Regions from separate parts of the Mus musculus genome. Here region 2 is linked to region 1. A link is a contact called in public HiChIP or PLAC-seq data. All regions are on one chromosome and are shown on one strand. The core of a region is the stretch at or near the end of the contact, and the rest is flanking DNA. Distances in the headings are between cores, read along the strand shown.

The links. HiChIP or PLAC-seq counts read pairs in DNA pulled down with a chosen protein or histone mark.
Region 2: a contact with region 1 is called in an SMC1A HiChIP or PLAC-seq map of large pre-B cells, with 4 times the contacts expected there. The contact joins two enhancer-like sites. A contact is called at or near these places in 2 of 39 promoter capture datasets (hippocampal neurons and liver), 2 of 15 datasets of contacts at CTCF or cohesin (large pre-B cells and pro-B cells), 2 of 484 Hi-C or Micro-C datasets (the N1E-115 cell line and cranial neural crest) and 6 of 115 datasets of contacts at active chromatin or transcription factors (T-cell acute lymphoblastic leukemia, embryonic basal ganglia, embryonic stem cells and 2 more).

Annotation. Positions count from the first base shown.
Region 1 is chr14:25,122,360-25,126,826 of GRCm38.p6, forward strand. No RefSeq gene overlaps it. Among named protein-coding and RNA genes, the nearest start is that of Gm32224, 3.4 kb to the right of the region's middle. Within about 2 kb of position 1,747, at least 20 of the 459 cell types and tissues checked have an H3K27ac peak or open chromatin away from gene starts, as enhancers often do.
Region 2 is chr14:25,511,163-25,515,629 of GRCm38.p6, forward strand. The region is part of intron 2 of Zmiz1 (zinc finger, MIZ-type containing 1); the gene reads left to right. Among named protein-coding and RNA genes, the nearest start is that of Mir3075, 21 kb to the right of the region's middle. Within about 2 kb of position 2,684, at least 27 of the 459 cell types and tissues checked have an H3K27ac peak or open chromatin away from gene starts, as enhancers often do.

The sequences.
Region 1 (4,467 bases), core at 497-2,996:
CCGTCAATTCCTCCCACAAGATTGCCTCAGAGGTCTAGGGTCCAGCTGTGGCCCTATAATTACTGATGCTGTTTCTGCCACATAGGGATAAAGAGCCAGACTAGAGTTTCTCAACTGCAAAACTGACCAGCTGTATGGCCTCCGCTTTCCTATTGTAGGGAGAGACTTTCTGTTTCCTTGGCACTGGGCTGTTCCAGGGGAGGCAATATCTTCCTAGTATGTCTCCTAGACTCAGGACAAATGAAACAAGGTAAAAAGATCACCCCAGGTGAATTTGAGAACAGGTCACCAAGAGCTAGATTTTGCTTGGAAATAAGATGCCACCATTTGACACATGTAAGGGGATCCAGGTATTCTCATGACACCTTCTTGAGGCTCTTCCGTTGATGTCACAAATCCCTACGGTCAATAAAGTACTTGTTGCACAAGCACGAGGACCTGAATTTGGATCCCTTAGCACTCATGTGAAAAGGTTATGGTGGCATGACCTTGTAATTCCAACATTGGGGAGGGAGAGACAAGCTGGTCCCTGGGGCTCCATGGTCAATCGGCATAGCTGAAAGCATAGAGCTTCAAGTACAAGGGAGAGACTGTTTCAAAGGAACAAGGTAGAGGGCTCCTGTACAAGTGATGTTGTGAGTTGACCTCTGACCTCCACAGGCGCATGCATTCCTCCTCTACCGACAAATGCAAACCTTGTCTTTATTATCTACACAGAGCCCCACCCCATCCCGGAAAGTCCTCCGGCCATGGCCAGCAGGTACCATGTGCCTACTTGCCTTGGCCTCAACCCAAGGACAATGTTCGAGGATTTGAAGTTCTGGAGCTTTGGGTTCCTAATATCAGAAGGCCTCTGGACAGTGTTTCCACAAGCTACAGGCAAGAGATTTATTGCCCGCCAAGCTTGAACATCGATGGTGTTCTTTTTCCTCGTCCCAGAGCCTCTGAAGGAAAGCAGAGGGGCCCGTTGAACTCTGAGCTGCCTGTGGAGGGAAGGAATTGTCCACAGCGGTTGCATTGAACTGCTTCCAATGGTGAACATGCTCCCAAACTGACCAGCCTTGAAACAAGCCATCCAAGGTCAGAATGATCTTGAATGGATCTTTGCCGTGCCAGAGCCCCACCTGCTCTAGCGATGCCCCTGGGACTCAATATTGTACGTGGAGGAAGGGTGGGTGGAAGATACATCTAACCCTTTAGGGAATCATCTCTGTGGCAGAGTTTGGGGGACAGGGACCTTACTAGTCCCTGGCTCCTGGCCAGCCAGCTGCCAGGGGAGGCTAATGAAGCCCTATCAGTTCTTTGCCTTGTCCTTCCCTCTGGTTAATGGGGGTGGTCTTCACGGTGGCCGAATTGAGCCCAGGAGCCTGGAGCAGAGCCCTTAATGAGGGCAGCCTGGTGATGAAAGGCCCCTTAAGCTTCAGCCACCATTACTACACGATGAAATAAATGCAGTCGGGCTCAGAGCTGCACACGAATAAATTTGAATAGCAAGACACAAATGCGGCCCTTAACTCTGACGCGCAAATAGAGTTTAATACCGAGGTAAACTGAGACCGCTTTTATTTATTGCTGTGTAAATGTATTTAAAAAGTATTGGCTTTGTGCAGCTACAGAGGCCGGCTCCTCCACAGCCTGGCACTTTCATGCCCGCCGCTGTTATTAGAGCTGTAATGAATGGGCCACTCTGAGTGTGCTCTTCAGAAGGGCTGCAGAGGTACAAGATTAATGGGGTGACAGCATCGAAAGGTACAGACAGCCCCTGTTTCCCAGCCGTGGTGCGCTGTCTACAGGAGCACCTCTGCCTTTGTTTGCTCTGCAGTGGCTGTGAGGCTGCTGTGGATAAACGTTGGCAGGAGCCAGGCTCAGGGACAGAGGCTGCAAAGTGGAGGCAGCCCTGAGATCAGGGAACCAGGAGCCTGCAAGTCCCACTAGCCACCATGCTGGGGTCCAGCACCTTCTCCCTGCAGGGGGCGATCCCTTGTTAGCTACTAGCTGTTCCAGCTACTGCCCCCACCCCAGGCTGCACTGCACCTGCAGTCAAAAACACATCCACACTTGTTTTTGTGTCTGACCATCCATTGCCTCCCCACTCTTTCCTTTTTAGGGATCCTCTCATTGCTTCTGAAACCCAGTAGCAACCACATTCAAGGTGGGGAGTTGAGTGTGCTGTAGAGCTGCTTCGTAGAAAACGGCATGGTGCATTTAATATCCCTCTGTGGATAGGTCTGCAGGGCAGGGTGGTCAGATATTAATGCAAAAGTGAGCTCGGGCAGTGGTTCAAAGGGGGTGGAATGTCCTGAGCTGGGAATCCGCAAATCACTTACAGAGAAATTACTTAGAGGGTTGAAAAAATGAACTAGTATCTCACATCCCTAGAAGGAGGGTACTGAACACATTTTATAGATATGGACCACAGGGGCAGAAAGAGAAAAATGTATACCCAATGTTACACGGCAGAGGTGAAAATGACCCTCTTCAGTATATCAGGGTGGTGACATGCCATGGCTGGCTGGCAAAGCCTTCTTTCCTAACGTTCACACTTCAGTAATGGCCTGGGTAGCTTGTGAAGAACGGATGCTGGCTAAGGAGCAGGGATTTCACCTCTAGGCTCAGGGATGGGGATCTGGCAAAAGTACAGCAAGTAGAGGCTGTGTGAGCCGGGTAAGTTGCTCTGCCTCTCTGAGCCTCAAGTTGCTCATTTTTTTCAACATCCAATGCTGTGCGCTTTGCATAGAAATGCATACACCTACAATACTCAAACAACACGTGGCAAGGGGATGGATGGGGAGATGGCTAGGTCGGAAGGCACATGTGTAAGCAGTAGGACCTGAGTTCAAACTCCAGCACACAGGTAAAACGCCATGTGCTGTGAGTGTGCACCTGTAATCCCAGCACAGAGACGTGGAGCCAGGAGGATGCCTGGAGCCGAGTGACTTTAGGCACGTGGTGAACTCCAAGTTCAGTGAAATCAGGTACTGGGCAATACGGAGGACACTTGACCTTGACTGCTGGTTACATGCACTCTCTTCCTCTCCTTCCCCCTCCCCCTCTCTATATATCACATACACATGCACACACATACACATGCACACACATGCACATATGTACACATGTGAGACTGCATGTACTCCCCCACAAAATATGACACACAACAACACTGTTTTTGTGTGCAATTGGATGAACATAGTTAACAATAATATTGTAGATCTCAAAATCAGCACATGAGAGGTCTTTAAATGTTCTACACATAACAAACAGGTCAGGATCTAAGGGGATAGAAATGTTATTGTCTTTGTTTGATTATTATACACTGGATTCACAAACACTGCAACCATAAAAATGAATACTTACTGTCCTGGTTTGGAGTCAGGGGAGACAAGGTTTCACTACGTAGCCCTGGCTGTCCTGGAACTTGTTCTGTAGACCAGGCTAGTCTACAGAAACCCACAAGGATCTACCTGCCTCTGCCTCCCAAGTGCTGGCATTGAAGTCATGTACCACTATACTCAGCTAACTGAGTATGTCTTTAATCCAAACACAAGAGAGGCAGAGAAATGACTTGGTAAGGAATGGGACATAGACATGTGTCTCCCTCATTTAGCTTTAGCAGACAATAGTGGAGTGGCTTCCCCACACATATACAAGAGATCCAGCAGGGACCTCAGGCCCTAGCACGTGCCTCTCTCTGAGCTGCCTGTGGATCTGCTAAGGATCACCAAGAGGGGTGATAGGGTGGGCCAGGGACTTAGTGGAGGATGACCAGGCCTGGCTTCACTGGAGGGGCATCTTAAAACATCTTAGGAAATTGGAAAATGAGTTATTCATGGGTCTGATGACAAAACTTTCCAGACAAACACTCCAACACTCAGCATCAGACTGAACAACTCTAGTCCAATTCTGCAAGCTGCAGGTAGCCTCAAATGCTTCAGTACTATAGAGATAGAGAGGGCAATTTAGGGTCATGGTGGACTGAAGGGACTTAGGACGGCCTGGACATGAGCTAGGGCAGTGCCAGGGACAAATAGCACGCTGGTGGGTAGATGTGTACCTAAGCCAGGAGGAGGCAGCAGGTGGGTAAAGCTGGGGCTCCCAGAGGCAGAGGTAAAACTGACCCAGCTCGTGCCCGAGCCTGAACCTACCCTCAGCCCTCCTGGCCACACATTAGTACTCATTAGCACATCTTCTAACTTACCAAGAAATTCAATTTTCTACAAAATAACCCGCCAAGTCCCCAGGGAACCAAAACCCTATTCATCAGCGCCAGCCTCTCAGAGGACCTCACTGTCCGCCCTGCAGATCCCCTCCTGGAGGGAGGCTGGCCCACCGTGGGAAGAGCAGCTAATTGGCACCACTGCAGGCTGGGGTGTTTTTTCCACTGGATCTGCACTTTCTGAGTAAACAGGCATCAAATGAGCAGAACGCATGAGCCAGGGGAAAGTCTGCACGCTGGCCATGTGGCTTGAA
Region 2 (4,467 bases), core at 1,434-3,933, 390 kb after region 1:
GGAGACAGGAGCTGCCTGTCTGTTCACAGGGATGTTCAGTCGCAGAGAGGGGGTGGAGCTCCGCAGTGGGGAGAGAGCAGGCATGTGCTCCCAGCTCTGCAGCTATGTGACTTTGGGCAGCCCAGATAATTTATGACATATGGGTAACAATAGCACCTTCATCATGGGCGCGGGAATTAAATGAAGTGACATGTGATAAGAATGTTCGGGGTCTTGGGACACTGTATGGATGATGGGTGTAGTGCTTATCCATTTTTTTGTCGGGACAGGGAAGTGCTTCATTCTTGAGCTGTCCATTATCTTCCTTTAAAAGTCTTACTTTGTCTTTGATGTAACTCAAATGCCCACCCCTACCTTTCTATCCTAGTAGTTCTTCCCAGGGCTCCTGACACCCCCAAGAACCCCACTTAGTGCTTGCTGGTCTATGTTGTCTCTTTGTCACCTCATCTCCACTGAGCACCCTCTGATCCGACCTCAGAGTGTATTCATTTTCTCTCCACAAGTGTCTGGACCCCGGAGGGGTGGGGTGGGGCTAATGACAGTGTGTTGGGTGAACCCATGTTCAAGCAAAATCATCTCCAAGTGCAACACAGCTGTAGCCAGGCCGGATTCTGGCTCTACTGCTGCTGAGGTCATATCTGGGCCACCTGGAGCCTGGAGCTCACCCTGGCTTCAAGGGCCTCAGCAGGCACCATGGAAGATGATTTGCCACAGGCTCCCCAGTGGTCCAAAGCCTCCCTCTGAGCTATAGGGCTGTGTTTTGTTAGCTGAGGTCCTACCCCACCCCCCACAGCCCTCTGTTAAATTGTGTTATTATATTTAAACAAATCAATTCCGTTGCAGAGTTTTCCCGTCCTAATGATGAGTTTGCAGTGCAGATACCATTGATTTCTCTCAGTCCTGAAACCCAGCTGATGAATGACACCCAGTGCTTCCTTAGAGAAGCACTTAGGCAGCTCTGCAAGAGCTCCAGGCTTCCCAGAGACACTGCCCCGCCCCGCCTTCAGCTGCTGCCTGCAGTTGGGGTTGAGATCAAGGGGCAGAGGAGACCCCCCCAAGCCCCTCCCTAGATGGAAGGAATAGCTTAGCAGGCCCTGCTCCTGCCCCAGTGACACAGGACTTGTATTGATTTTGGCCCCAGGCAGGACTTACAGAGTAGAGACGCCTGAGGGTGGGATCTTGATCTTCTACAAATCCAAAGCAGCTTCTTAGGAGTTGGCATCCAGTCCTTAGACCTGGTGGGGTTGCCCATAAAAGCCGCTTGAGATGCTTTTTGGAAGGGGGGGGGGGTTGAGGGAGGGTCAAGAGCTGCCCTGCTGAAGAGGTGAAAGGGTTTCCCTTTGGGGAATCCTTCTGAACCCACAGTGTTCAAAGGCACCCTTAAGCTACCACCCAGGGCTTTGGCTCTCAGATTCCTCCCTTACCTGCTTCTCTGAGTTCCTGTGGGGAGGAACCACTGTTCCCAGGGCAGCACACTCAGGAGCCTAGACACTGGTCTAGTGGAAGACAAGAGGGAGTGGTAGGGAGTGTGATGAACCTCAAAGGGCCTGCCTGGAGACCAATTTGCCTGCCCCCCAGCTCATTTTTTTTTTTTTAGAGACCAGAGCTTGTGTCCAGGCGGGGGTAGCTGCTCTTCAGGGTGCTGTAGCTTTGGAGTGGGGGTAGGGGCTGTCCACTGGCTTCCCAGGCTTCCAGAGACCACCCGTCACTGAGGACCCCAGGCTGGCCCCATCTGTGCCGATCCGTACATTCCCAGCGCCCATCCCAGCCACCTCCCTTCCTGCAGACTGACAGCTCCTGTAATCAGGTTAGCCTCCCTCTGCTAGTGCGTGCTCTGCTGAGCCAGACCAGCTGCCTCTAATGGCGGGGGTCCACCTGGCCCTCTCTGTGGTGCTGGGGTTGGGGGAGGGGAACTGGGGAAAGACCAGCCAAGGGGGAGGCTGAGCATCTCTCTGAGTGGCCCTCTCTAGGAGGCCTTATTCTGGCATCCAAGACCCTGTTTCCTTCTCCCACCTCCATGAGCCTGGGCACTCATGAGCATAGCAACTGCCGCTCTTCACCTGTGTTTGTTACACTCCCTTCTATGCATCCTTGGAAACCCAATTCCCATCTCTATCTCTTCCTCTGGACTTCTTTCCCTGGCTCCCGCCAACACTGGGTGCTCCTCTGGCCAGGAACTTCTCAGTGCCAATGTGTTGAGAGCATTACCCCTGGATCTAGTTCCTCGGGAGCTTCGGGAAGAAAGAAAGAAAAAATTCCCTTTCTCTGTATGGACCTCAGGTAGCAGCTTGAGAAATACCCAGTAAATATCCAGGGCCAGCCAAAGAAATAAGCAGCCAGAGCAGAGAAAGAGTCAGGAGGGTCAAGACAGCTGCTACCTTTCCCTTGTCCGCTAGTCTACTTCCTGCTGGGGAGGTCCATTCCGGGCTGCTCTAGACACATGCCAGGCCTGAAATAGACCCGTGGGGCCTTGGTGGTATCTTCACAGCCCCTCCTCCCTGCTGGGCATCTTGGCTTCTCCCCTCTTGGGCCCTGCACACTGCCAGGACCTTTGCCATCCAGCAAGGCCAGGCAATGTTCTCTGGCCCTGTGTACTTTGGTTTTTATAAATACTGTGTACACGTAGGGTCTGCCGCACCCCAGGAGCGCTGTGTGTAAGGACTGGAGTACTACTGCAGGCGTGACTGTGCTACTAAATCCGCCAGCTGCCTAGTTACCATTCATCTTGCATTTATTTCTGCTAATTAAAAAGAGGAACTCTTAACAACTTTTACGTAAATACTATATTTGTTCTATGTAAAGATGGGATTCAGATTTGCTGGTGATTAGCTGATTGTCTAATCTTGTGGCTGTCACACATGATGACCTTGTCTCCCCCTCCCCCGCCCCCGCCCAGCCTTAGAACTCAGATGCACTAAAGGTTCCTGGGGGTGTTGGGGGAAAGTGGTCAGGGGGCCTGTCTGGGGTGCAGGGGTTCACCAGGAACATTTAGTATAAGCAACCATGAGTGCTTAAGCTGCAGTCTGACTGATGGAGCTGGGGGAGTGCCCGGCCTCTATACTTATGGGGAGATTGAGACACCCCCCATCTCCCAGCGAGAGGTGATGTCTATTTCTGCTGTGTGGACTTACCTTCTAGGATTCAGCTAGTGTGCTGTGCACGTCTTGGGAAATGGACTAAGAACTTGGGGCTCAAACCGTCCGTCCTATGGAAGAAAGGGGCAGCCCAGCTAAGCCCCTGTGCTCTTCTAGAAATCTCTGTCTCCTCTCACTTCCCACCTGTGCTCTGGCTCCACAGCAGCCCTAGTGCTCATGGACACATCCGCCCCACCTGAACAGAGGCTCCTGAACAACAAGCCTGCACTCTCCCAGGCCCTGCACACTGATGTGCCGGGAAGCAGGTGTGGGGCTGATTTCACATTTTTTAATATTATGTATTTATTTTCATGTGGATTAGAAAATATGTATAATTAGTATATAAGACCCATGATTTGGCAGACGATAGTACTTTAGATGAGGCTATATAAAAAAGAAGGTGATTGGTTTAAAATGATTTAAATAATGATACATAAATAATTTAGGTGGAATGCAGATGGGCTTGCCGTATCTGGTGACAAAGGAGGGGGACACACTGAAAGAGCCCGGGTGACGATGACTTCCAAGTCAGAGCCAGTCCCTGGCATTGGGAATCCGGAGACCTGAGTCCTGACTGCCATTCCCTGATCTGTAGATACCTTACTTTATCCTAGGTGCAGACAGCACTCCCAGGTCATTCCAGAGTCTCCCTTACTCTCTTGGCCATATGCAGAGTGAGAGTGGGAGGACCTGTGGAGTAGCTTCCTGCCCAAGGTCACTTGACACAGGGCACAGGCCTATGTCTTGGCCTTTCTGGTGTCATAGGCTGTAGATAGGAGGTCAATGAGCCCCTGGCTGGCTCCCTACTGTCTATCTGTCTTCCAAGCCTGTCTCAAGACACTAAGGCTGAACAGCTCCAAGGCTCTGGTGGCTTCTAGCCAGGGTTTTCATCTTGCCTGCTGCTTCTGAGACCTTGGTCTCCTCCTCTGTTCCGTAGGAGATGGTGGGCCTGAGAGACATCTGAGAGCCTCCTGCAGAGTGCTCCTTGGGAAGTGCTCAGAGCAATCATGGTATACTGTGGGACATGGATAGATCCCTGGGCCACCCACTTCCTGATATGCTATCTGTGGGAGGGGACCCCCCCCCAGTGCTACCAGACACCCTCAGTTCATCAACCCTTGGGTGGTCCTGGAGGCCTTAGGGGAAAATGGGAGGCGAGGGAAGAACAAAGGCATGGCTGGAATGGCCAAAGACACCTGTCACTACCTCCTCCTCCTCTTCCTCTTCCTCCTCCCCTTCCTCCTCCCCTCCCTCCTCCTCCTCTTCCTCCTCCCCTTCTTCCTCCTCTTCTTCCTCCTGTTCCTCCTCCATCAGCCACCAGCTAGCCTGTTCC